Linked DNA regions of Zea mays: region 2 is linked to region 1. Evidence: chromatin contacts called from public Hi-C data. All regions are on one chromosome and are shown on one strand. Each heading gives the region's core, a stretch centred on a gene start, on an enhancer-like site or on the middle of the called end of the contact. The rest is flanking DNA. Distances are from core to core; before and after follow the strand shown.

The links. Hi-C and Micro-C count contacts between places; a contact is called where the count stands out from the background.
Region 2: a contact with region 1 is called in a Hi-C map of ear, with 3 times the contacts expected there. The contact joins the promoter of LOC118472062 here to the promoter of LOC100277564 in region 1. A contact is called at or near these places in 3 of 25 Hi-C or Micro-C datasets (ear, leaf and tassel).

The regions. Positions count from the first base shown.
Region 1 is chr5:154,884,889-154,890,665 of Zm-B73-REFERENCE-NAM-5.0, forward strand. LOC100277564 reads right to left here and starts at 2,409. Exons shown (of 3, transcript NM_001151088.2): 1 at 2,142-2,409; 2 at 1,128-1,325; 3 at 572-945. The coding sequence starts at 1,275. The coding sequence ends at 791.
Region 2 is chr5:155,139,787-155,145,622 of Zm-B73-REFERENCE-NAM-5.0, forward strand. It overlaps LOC118472062, which reads left to right and starts at 3,856. Exons shown (of 2, transcript XM_035959151.1): 1 at 3,856-4,152; 2 at 4,665-5,101. The coding sequence starts at 3,875. The coding sequence ends at 4,983. It overlaps LOC103627072 (haloacid dehalogenase-like hydrolase family protein), which reads right to left. Exons shown (of 13, transcript XM_035959150.1): 12 at 5,676-5,824; 13 at 3,603-4,129.

The DNA of each region.
Region 1 (5,777 bases), core at 1,159-3,658:
GCACCTAAACAGATAATTAGCCAGCAGCTCTCCTATCTCATTTCCTATTCTACCTTCTATTTCAAATTTCATTCTACAATCAGTGACATATACAATACAAAATACAAAACCTTGTTTTACACAACCCATATACATGATCTATTGAACACTAATGACATGTTTGTTTAGGATTATAATCTATCTAAATTATATAATCTAGTTTACTCTTAATCTATTGAACACTTAATTTAATATAAGCTAGATTATATAAACTGAACAGATTATAATCCTAAACAAACAGACCCTAAGCACAAGAATTATTCAACAAAAATCCTCATAAACCATGTGCTCTACTCTACTTACTAGAGAGACCAATCTTGGTGCGGAGCTTCTAGATCTCGCCTTTGCAGAATGGCTTTATAAGGACATCACCAAGCTGCTCATCTGTTCTAATAAAACACACCTCGATCTGTCAATTGACTGCATACTCCCGGATAAGATAAAACATGATGTCGTTATGTTTATAAAGCATATAAAGGTGCTCCATAAAATCAAATAAGTCATTCTATTTATTATTCAAATTAAAAATATATTTTTAAACTATTTAGATTTATATTATAAACCACATCTTCCATGCTGAAACTGAAACCTGTAGCAATCCCAAACAAACAATTAATGGCGGGTTGTACCACGCAAAAGTATCTTACAGGAACTGCCTGGATCATTACAAGGACAGAAACTTGGATAGATCTTGGCAGATTAACAAAAACTTGCATGGGTCTTGGTAGATTAACACCAGTTTTCGGTTATGCTATTGGGCCTTTAGTTCAGGTTTGTCGAAGGCAGCTATGTTTTGAGGCTCACACTCTGGGCTAAAGAGCCGCACAAGCAATGCTGATGTCGCGCTCATAGAGACTGCTCCGCATGACGCCCATCTGAGACTCCTTGGAACAGTGATTCTTGGACCTACAGGATAGACACCGTCTCAGCAAAATGGTCTGAGTTCTCGGTTCACCACACTGAGAGAGAGAGAGAGAGAGAGAGAGAGAGAGAGAGAGAGAGAGAGAGAGAGAACTGCTGACAAGATGCAGGAGTTATACAAAAAATAAAAACTTTAGGGAGCTAGCAGGATGGATAGGAACATTGACCATAGTGAAGGCGGCAGAGCACCCAGAAAGCCAGACCACCACCGACGGAGAAGATGCCCGCAGTCTGCCGCATTAACCGGGAGCAGGGCTTTGACTCTGGTCGCATAACCTCCCCTTCCGACCATCCTAGAGCCCGTCGCAGTGCCATCTTCAAGTTGGGTAGCCTGTTTCTGATCTCCAACCAACTCGCTTCTACAGCTGAAATGTAACATATAGGTAGTATGGCTAACAGTAGTGTATAAATATATTCCATACAAAATCATACAGTATTAGCTTAATTAATCTATGCCTAAATTATAATTATTAGAATGAATTCAATTCCCTGCCTACCCCCTTTCCCTGAGGCCCCAACATACTGCTCATAGTATATTTATACTCGTTGGGTAGACTGTTTATCTCGCTGCATTGTATTGTATCCTGATGTTGCGGTCTGATATCTGGTGCAGTTAGGTGCTGACATGTTCCTTTTCACTAACTAGCTAGCATTACTCATTCAGTGAAATGATACTTAAGTAATTACCAGGAACTTTCCATATCTTGCTGGTCTCCAAAAGCTCATATGATGAACTGCTATAACCATAACCTAGCACAAGATACAGCTATCACTGGAACCAGACCAAGACAAACAGAGGCATCAAAGGTCCACTGCTATTTCAGACCGGACACCCACCCCTAATCCTCACCTCTGAACTGAATCTTCCTAATTTTGGGGTTCACAGCGTTTTTACCCAAGTGCAGAAGAAACAGAGCTGCAAAGACAGACAGACTAACTCCCATTCGGACCTTGTCAACTCTGCGGCAGAAGCATCAGAGCTTGCAAAAGCAGCTCGCCGCCTGTAACTAGCTTCACATCTCATACGGCACAGCCACCAGCCCACCACCCACGCCCAAATCCGAACCTACCCCCCCCCAAACTCCATGGCCGGCAAACCATTTCACAACCAAATTCCCCACAAAACCCCCCGCAAACGACCCAAAAGCGGCGCCAATTCGAGCGGTAGAGATCCATCTCACCTCCCAGCGCCGCCGAATCGATGCCAGAGCGACGGACGCAGCGGCGGATCGCGCGCGAATAGCACCTCCGGAGGCCACGGGGCGGCGCAGAGGCGCCGGCGAGGTCTATGCGGCGGCGGCGGCGGCGTTGGGTCGGATAAGGGAGGGCGGCGCTAATGGGGCGGTGGGCGACGAGGCAAATGGGGAACGGCCGAACGGGGCAGGAGAGCGGCGCGACTATCGAGGGGCAGGGGCACCCATCGGCGAGCCGAGCCACGTTCGGCTCGGCTCGGTCACTTCGCGAGCTTGGTAATGAGGCTCGACTCGGCTCGATATAGGCTCGCGAGTCGGCTCAGCTCGGCTCGCGAGCATGTAAACTCAAGTACTTAACAACAGTAATTACAGTCGTTAGTTCAAATTTGAAGCACAATATGTTCCATATAATAAAAAATTATGTCCCTGCACTCTAGTTCCTTGTGAGTTGTGATCAAAACAACACACGGGTCACTGGATCTAGATGACTGGACAGTAATAAACAAACTGACAACTGACAAGTGATAGCTGCAGTAGTTTGGACCGAGCCGGCTCGGCTCGGCTCGTTAGTGTAGCGAGCCGTGGAATTAGGCCCGCGAGCCGAGTCGAGCCTGATCGAGCCCGAGCCGGCTCGCGAGCCTCGAGCTTTTTTTCCAGCCCTACCCATCGCATCGGGTTCTGTGAAGGGGGCGCGTGACGAGAGGCGAGCGCTGAGGGCAGCAGGCAGGGCAGAGCGCTTCACGCGTCGCTTTTGGCTGCCCACCCTGGGGACGGTGGGTGACAGGCGGGGCCCTCAGGCGGCAGGGGGGACACGTGGGGGAGGGTGCGTGTAACATACAGATTCTGTGATATGTGTCGTCTGACTGAACTCTGAAGACAGTGTGCAAGTATAGGTAAATGAAGTCTGAACTTCTGAAGATTTTGATGAGCAGGCTGATTGGGTCATATTAGTTGTGGGCCGGAATACCGGTGTGTATTCATATAAGTACCAGGACCATGTACTCGAACAGCAGAAAGGAAATGTTATAGACTTCTGTTACGAAGCAAAGCATCTCACCAGAGTTACTTCTCGGCGTCCTTCTCGCGAGCTCACGCCCGGCAACGCCGCACCTGGGGCCAAGGGCCGTGACAAGTGGTATCAGAGCTTCCGATCCTCGGCGTCTCGGGAAGCGGTTCGTGTCTTCCTCATCGGCGTCTTTGCTGCGGTGACCAGGGTCTTCGACACGGGTTCCCGTCTCCATCGACGACTCTCGGCATCGGCATCGCGTCATCGACGCTCGTCGATCTCCGGCAGACAGTCGACTTGGTGGTGTTGGCGGCGGATACCGGAGAAGTCGTCGACGCTGACACAACCTATGTTCTCTGCCATGGCGACATTCAAGCATACGAGTGACGAGCAGTGGGAGAAGATGATGGAGGTGTTGGACCGGCTGGAAGATAGACTGGAGGCGGTGATGGTGGGTCAACATCGACTCCAGAAGCAGGCGGACCGTGTGGCCGCGGCAGCAAGGAAGGCACAAGAGAGGGAGTTCCTCATAGTGGCAAGGACAGAAACTACCGCACATGACATGATCGATGAAATATCTACTAAGAAGGTGGTCTGGGATGCAGAAGTGTTATTTGATTTTGATTCACATGGTCTATTGCAACGGCTAGCTCAAGGGGAGGGTGACCAGACGCACAACAATTGTGAGCAGGGTGTTGTGTCTGATGTTCCATGTATGTTGGTTGGAATGCCACATCAAGCCAATACACACCTGATGTTCAGTGAAGTTGGTCTAAAAGTGGCTTGGGATGAGGAGATGCAATCTGAAACTCACATGCATGAAGGTTTACTGAAGCAGCTTGCTCAAGGCGGAGAAGATTTAGAAGAATCGACTAGCAAGGCTGCTGATGTTGAAGATGTGATTTGTAATGAGAACATGCTACATGACTTCAGTTCACATAATGATTTGCGGCAACAATTAGCTAATGATCAAGTGTTCCATGCAAGGTCTGACAATGAGATCCGGGATGAGGAAACTGGGCATGATGAGTTGTTGGATCAGCTAGCATCAAATGGGAATGATGTCTCAGCTAGTGAGCAGCATTATCTTGTTGTGTCTGATGACTCTTCTCAGGAATGCACTAGAGCTCAAGCTGAAATAATAGAAGAAGAAAAGCTACCAAAAGCAGATGAGAATCATGTTCTTGATGACAGACAGCTTCAGCCTCCTGTTCTAGAAGCGTCTCCTGCTTGCAGTACATTTGAAAGGCAAAATGTCATGCAACATGAAGCTTCAGTTTCAAGTCAAGGCTCCCTAACTTCTTTTGAGGAGGAATTAACATCATATGGGGACAATGTCCAGGCTGTTGGAGAACATCAGCTTGTTGTATCAAAAGAGTCTCTAGAGGAATGCAAAAGAGATGAAGTCAAAAGAAACATACAGAAAGCAGTAAAATCAGATGGAGGCTATGTTTTGGATTGCAGGAATTTCAGCTTGCTGCATCACAAGTCTCTTCTTCAGAAAACAACATGGTTGAAGTGCAAGGGGCTGCACAAGAAGAACCATTGCCTTTAAATGGAGTTGAGGAAAATTCAGACAAGGGTGACTTCGTTTGCAAAGAGCAGACTCAGCTTTGTGTCACAAATGAATCCTTGGCTGCACAGCTGCAAGGTAATGTTGAATTTGCTAAAGTAATGCAGCACCAAAACTTGGACCCAGGATGGCATGATGTTGGGTTTGGTAGCTGTACAAAGAGAGTGGTACCGTTATTGCATCGGCATTATACACAACAACCTCAGGATTATGTGGTTTCTCTTCATGGTCAGCTTCTTGACACTGGCATACACATGATCTGCAGATCTGATCCCTGTGCTGTTGACAGATACTTATTAGTGGAGGAAATGTATGGATGTATTCTGTTAACTGAATCAGCATCAAGCAAAGCAGGGATAGCACTGCCAAGAGATGTGGCTCTCTTTTCTGACCAGGTTGCAACAGACACGGCAGATGTTTTAAAAAGGTTTCTAAGGAACTGTGATGGAACAAATTCGGAAGCTATCCCACGGCAGCAAAGGGATCCAAGAATTGATCGGTCTCATTGGAATGATGATGACAGAAGTAAGACACAATTTCTCCTTTGGATAATTAGACCTTGGGATCCCGGACTGCATTACATGGCATGTGGTTGCTTGGGGACAAGCAACGTTTCGACGGGGCGGTAATGTAACATCCGAATTCTGTGATATGTGTGGTCTGCCTGAACTCTGAAGACGGTGTGCAAGTATAGGTAAATGAAGTCTGAACTTTTGAAGATTTTGATGAGCAGGCTGATTGGGTCATATTAGTTGTGGGCCAGAATACCGGTGTGTATTCATATAAGTACTAAGACCATGTACTCAAACAACAGAAAGGAAATATTGTAGACTTCTATTACGAAGTAAAGCATCTCACAAGAGTTGCTTCTCAACGTCCTTCTCGCGAGCTCACGCCCGGCGACGCCGCGCCTAGGACCAAGGGCCGTGATAGTGCGCCCGGTGGGCGAGTGGGCACCGCGCTCGCCGCGGTGGCGTGGAGACGGCAAGGGTGGCCACGCGCGGCCCGCCGCTCCAGGCGCGGTCGTGGTCGGGGGAGACGGGAT
Region 2 (5,836 bases), core at 2,606-5,105, 260 kb after region 1:
GAGACTTCGGATCTAAAATTTAAAAGGTCCAACGACGGTCAGATCCAAACGTACCCTTAGCAGTAGTGCACCACGCAGCGCCAGCAATGTGAACGTGAATGATTATTGACGGGGATGGGCATGGCTGTCGTCGTCGTCATCATTGTCCCGAGAAGTCATCAACTATTTATGTCGTCAGGCAGCAAACGAATCTGATACGAGTGGGCCGCGATGATCAAGTTGGTTCGGCTTGTAGGGCCTGGTGTACATTAGGGTGTTTGATTTGGTAAATGAGCTAATTTATCATTTTCTTACTTCTTATTTTTTTTAGTTTTTGAATAAAATTAGTATCATCGTCTCATTCCTCATAGTTATGATATGTTTGGTTGGCGTACAAAAAGAAATGGAAAAGAACGATCATATTTTTATAGTGTTTGGATGAGAGTCACATGAGGACGATGCGAATATCGGAGCAATTTTTGGTGATGGCGTCGTCCAAAAAATCGAGGGTACTGTTTCACCCCGCCTAATCCTACTTTAACATCAAACCAAACATATAATTAGTTAGTACTAATATGAGGAATAGACTTATCCCACTAAATTTAATAAATAGACTAATGATACGTCACCTCGTTTTGAATGAATTGATTGCTTAAATCAAACACCCCTAAAATATGCAGCTCGGAGTTCTCTTTTCAGCTAGAGACCATGGTTCACCTTCTGACTGAACGTATAGATATCCAAACGGACCGGGCTTGCCGGGCGGCCCGACACCCGGCACGGATTTGGTCCGGCACGAATCCGGCACGACACGTAGTGAACCGGGCCATGCCTGGGCCAAAGGTGTGGCACGACGGGCTAGGCCTGGCACGACCCGATTTTATTTTTTTCTATTTTTCATATAAATACATATATTATACTTGAATATAGAGTATAAAACACAAGAAACATGTGTTTTTGTTGGTTATGTAGGTGTAAATAAATGTTTAGAGCTAATAAATATGATTTAAACCCTAAAAAATACATACTTTTAGGATATTTGTATAATTTAAACGTTATATATTGTTATGGGCCCGTTAGGCCCGTCGGGCCGTGGACCGGCCCGGCACAATTATTAATCTAGCGGGTCGTGTTTGGGCCTCGTTTGGGACCCGTGGGTCGGCACAGCACGGCCCGCTAGCTAATCCGGACCGGACCGGTACGGTCCTAATCCATGTCGGGTCTAGCCGTGCTCGGGCCAGCACGGCCCGTCCATTTGAACATCTATAACTGAACGTAGGTTGGCCGAGGCCAAGCGGCTCATCCGCGACTTTCTCCACCTGACGTCCAGCCTTCCAATATGAAGCAGTTTGAAGTGGTTTGGAAGACGGTTTTCAAAACAAGCTCTAGAAAAAAGCAGAGAAATATCTAGAAAATTTCTAAATCAGTTTTACTCGATGTATAAACATGTTTCCGAAATATACAATAATATGATGCGAATAGCATGGATGTAACGTACACTGATGCTAGCTGAATGATGGATCCATTCTACGCCATTTATGTTTGGTGGGCCTTAGAGTAACTCCAACAATATCTTAAACCTTTGGCTCAAATTAAAATATATGGTTCTACCCATGAAAAACTACTCCAACAATACTTATCTTATAAAATTTGGTCAAAAAATTATAGAACACCCTTTTAAGGGTCTCAAATATACTACTACATCCGTTCTCGAATATTTGTCATTTGTTAGTTTAGTTTTGAACTAAAACACGACAAATAGAAAATAACAGAGGGGCTGTAGTAGGTTGTCCTATAATCTAGATTTTTTGAGGTTTTACTGTTGCAACAGCGGAATATTTTAGAATATTTAGTTAAAGTTCTTTCTGTTGAGAAGTTCTCTCAAAAAATGGATGAGAGGAATGGTCGAGCAACCAAGGTCGATTTTAGAGGTCCATTGACCATTAAGCACAGTGAAAACCAGTGTCGAAATTCTGAATTATAAGCAATACCACTGTTATGGTCGCTAGATCGGTGACGGATTGGAGAGGGATATCGATGGGCAGGAACGTCGGCCGGAGGCCTGTACCCACGGCCGAGCAAAAAGAGTGTTTCTCCCTTCTAATTCTTAACTGATTTATATCTCATCCATTGATTACATAAATAGGTCGGCTGACTACCCCTATCTAGCTAGAGATCCTTATCTTCTTAAAACTCTCAACAAATTACTAACTGATAACTTTCCTAAATAATTTTAACTAATCTCTTAAATAGTCTCAACTAATTTTCTAATCTTATCTCTAACTATCATTATCTAATCTTCCTTGAAGAGCCTATGACTGCTGCTACCGTAGCCCCTCGGTGGGCCTAGTTAGGCTCTGACAACCAGTGCTCTGGAGCTGCAGGGAAGGCCGGAACAAGGCGACAAAAGGCATTCTCTTCCTACCTTCACCTTGTGCGAGTTGCTGAGGTGTCCATGCCTGTGCGCCTCCGTCGTTGCAAGCTTGCACGTAACGTTGCAAGTACAGTGAGGGTATCTCTTCATTCAGGTATTCAGGTAGTATTGGAGATGCGTTGCTGTGGCTAGTGTTTTCTGCAGAAAAAGTCTACTGCTTTATGCCTGGCAAATCATATGCAGTTATATATTTTAGAAATTCTACGTGGCTTAACCGTAACGTGAGAATCACTCTTTACACGGTAGCGTTCAGTGCTTGGCTCCAAAAGCACTATGCATACAGATGCATCACCCTTTACGCGTAACACACGTACGCAACTGGCAATTGTTTCCGTAAATTATAGTATTTTTTTTCTTTTTATAAATTATGTAATTTTCTTAGCTTCGGAAATTATGTAATTTTCATTTATGTTTTTATAAATTGTTTGTTTTATTTGTTTAATTATGGACTCATATGATTTTTTTATTTTAATAAAGCGTTGTGCTAAAGTCTGTAAAAAAAAGTTGATGTAACGACGTTGAAACTACTATAGACAAACGGTAAATGTTGTACCCTGAAACACTATGTTTGACGATGGTAGATAATGAAATCGACAGTACGGTCGGTAGACGTAGCTGATTCGATGATCGACAAGCATAGGCAATGACTGCTATACAAGCAGTCTTTTTTTCAAACGTGCAAGTAAACTATCTGATCCATTAGATTACGATCCAACCATAAATACAACCATGATTTGTTAGAGGTTTTTTATAAAAATTATTGAGCTGGTGGTGAAAGGGTTTAAGTGTTAAATATGATCTACGGTTGGATCACGATATAATAAATCAGATATTTGCTTGTACGCTTAGACTGTTTGTATAGCAGTCGTTGCCTAGTTAAAAAGATTCATGTGTGTGCATGATAAGGGAGTGTTGACGACGACCTGACTGAGATCCAGCCGATTGGCTCCACAAGTCTACCACACCACAATAAAGAAACTAATCTCACTCTTATTTAACATTATTAACACCCTAGGCATGAGCCCCAGGCTAACAGAAAGCACCTTCTTGCCGCCATAATCTACCTTATCCTTCCTAATCCGCTGGGATAACTCTCTTTTTCTTGGCCGGAGGTAACATGCTTGTCTGTCTCAGCCCGAAGGGCGTTGTTCCGCATGCTCCCCATCAGCTAAGTTATCATTGATTTATCCAAATAAGTGACAGATGTCCATTTCTTGCTTCATGTCAACAACGAAGAGACGGAGTTCATAAGTAATAAAATAGCACAAGAAATGAAGAAATATTAATGTACTAATCTATCAAGATCACATGGAGTAAGGGCAACTATCACTCGCTCTCCGGCCGTGAGTTCACAAAATTTCTCCGACTAAACAAGACGCTTATCCAACCACTTGGATAGCTCTCCCTTTTTCTCCTATATATATCCACATAAGCTGCGTCCCTTTGATGTCAAAACATTGAATGGCAGAGCCTTACAACTTAGCACCTCATGGAGTACCCTCGTGTCACAAGGAGATTTGCAATAAACCAGGTGACGAAAGCTCCGAGTCTTACAATTCCTTCTCGGGCGCGTCCAGTGGGTCCTTGTGCTCATCAGCTTCCAACGTGTCTGATGATGCAACTTCTTCCCCACCTGGCCATCGCTCTGAGCCATCCTCAGCATCTTCGAGCACGTTGCATCTGGACGCCGAGGGTCCCCTGTATGAGTTATCCTCGCTGCTAGATGAGCTTCCAATCAGGTGCATGTTTATAATCATTTACCTTGAAGAAAAGTCATAAAAGCTGTCCAATTTCTACAAATAAATCACAATGTGGCTTCACAATGTAGTTTTGTAACTTTTACATTCATGATGAAGGTAGAAAAAGATATAGCCTCAAAATTACAAATGCTTCAATAAGTTTTGCGATTTCTTTGCACTATTATCTTCTATTAAACCAGCAAGCTTCTGTCCCTACCATACAATGGAATGATCTGTTATTTGTTATAAAAAGCTTGCAAATTCACTTTCAGCTCAACAAAACTTGATACTGCTCTGTGATAACTAGTAGAGGTTCCCTTTTGCACAAGATCTATGATAAGCATGCAGCAGAGTTCAACTTCATATGTATATTTGCTGAAAGGAAAAAATACTGAGTGGATATATAACACAATGTCATGATTATAAAAGATGGATAGTCAACATTACTTCTATAAATTTCACTTCAGATGCAAAGCATTCCAACTCATGTTCAATTAACACGATTTCCACAGGAAAGGGCTGTCCAATTACTACCAAGGGAAGGCCCAATCATTCACGTCTATATCTGATGCTACAAGTGTTCAAGACCTTGCAAAGAAAGTTTCATACAGTAAGAGGATGAGAGCAAGCAAAAGCTATTCAGTAGGATTAGACATGAACCAACGGACAATCATTGTATCAAGGCCGTGCAACAAGATGATAGCAAAGAGGCCCTCAAATGGTTCATTTGCTAGAGTAATGCCAGGAACTAGCAACACCAGCAATTTGAACATCAGCACTAAATCATATGCCCACCAGAACAAGAGAGTTGCAACACATATTGATCTGTAACAAAGGGAAAACTAGGGTGACAAGCCTCCACTTTCCATTGACGAGCTGTGCTTCGTGTGTGCTTTATGCATGAAAATCTGAACAATATTTGTTTCTACAATCAACCTGATTTCTTATGTGCTTCATTTCATGATAAATAAAAAGATCGATCAATCAAATGGATGTAATGAGTAACGGTGAGTCATAATAAACAAAGCCCAACATGGCAGAAAATACAGTTATCGTCATCACAATGCATCCATTGAATTCCTGACCATAAATTATACTTCAGCATTAGTTTCATTCGAACAAATATCAACAACGTGGAGAAACCATTAACTCGTTTATTTAGCAACATTTATCAATGCTATGCTACACAAAACAAAACTACAAAAAAATCTATGTAGAGTTAAAAATGGTGTTGCAGATGACTTTGGACAAAAGCAAATGTCACATGGTAAGCTCCAGTTGCACAAGGATGTGGCCCATTCAATTCTCTTCACATGTATCTCAACAAAATGATCTGTTCAGAAGACGAACAAAAAATTCATGGTATTTGAAATTAAAGGCTAGTTTCCGCTGAAGTTACATACTTTGAATCTATGTACACATTACCTGAAGGAAATATCTAAGCTGACATTCACCACCCAATCCTTTTCGAAATATAAAAACACATGAATTGCCAACTAAAAGAGATGGTGCTACAAACATACAATTTTTGCAACCTTCAGAGCAATAGTTTTGTTCCTTTGGCGCGCCTACGATTCCACATTTTTTTCTTAAGAACGACCCAGTAATCATGTCAGTTGAATCATTTATTGCTTAGCCATCTGGTATAGTCTCCAATAGAATCAAGATCGCACTGCAGGGGGAG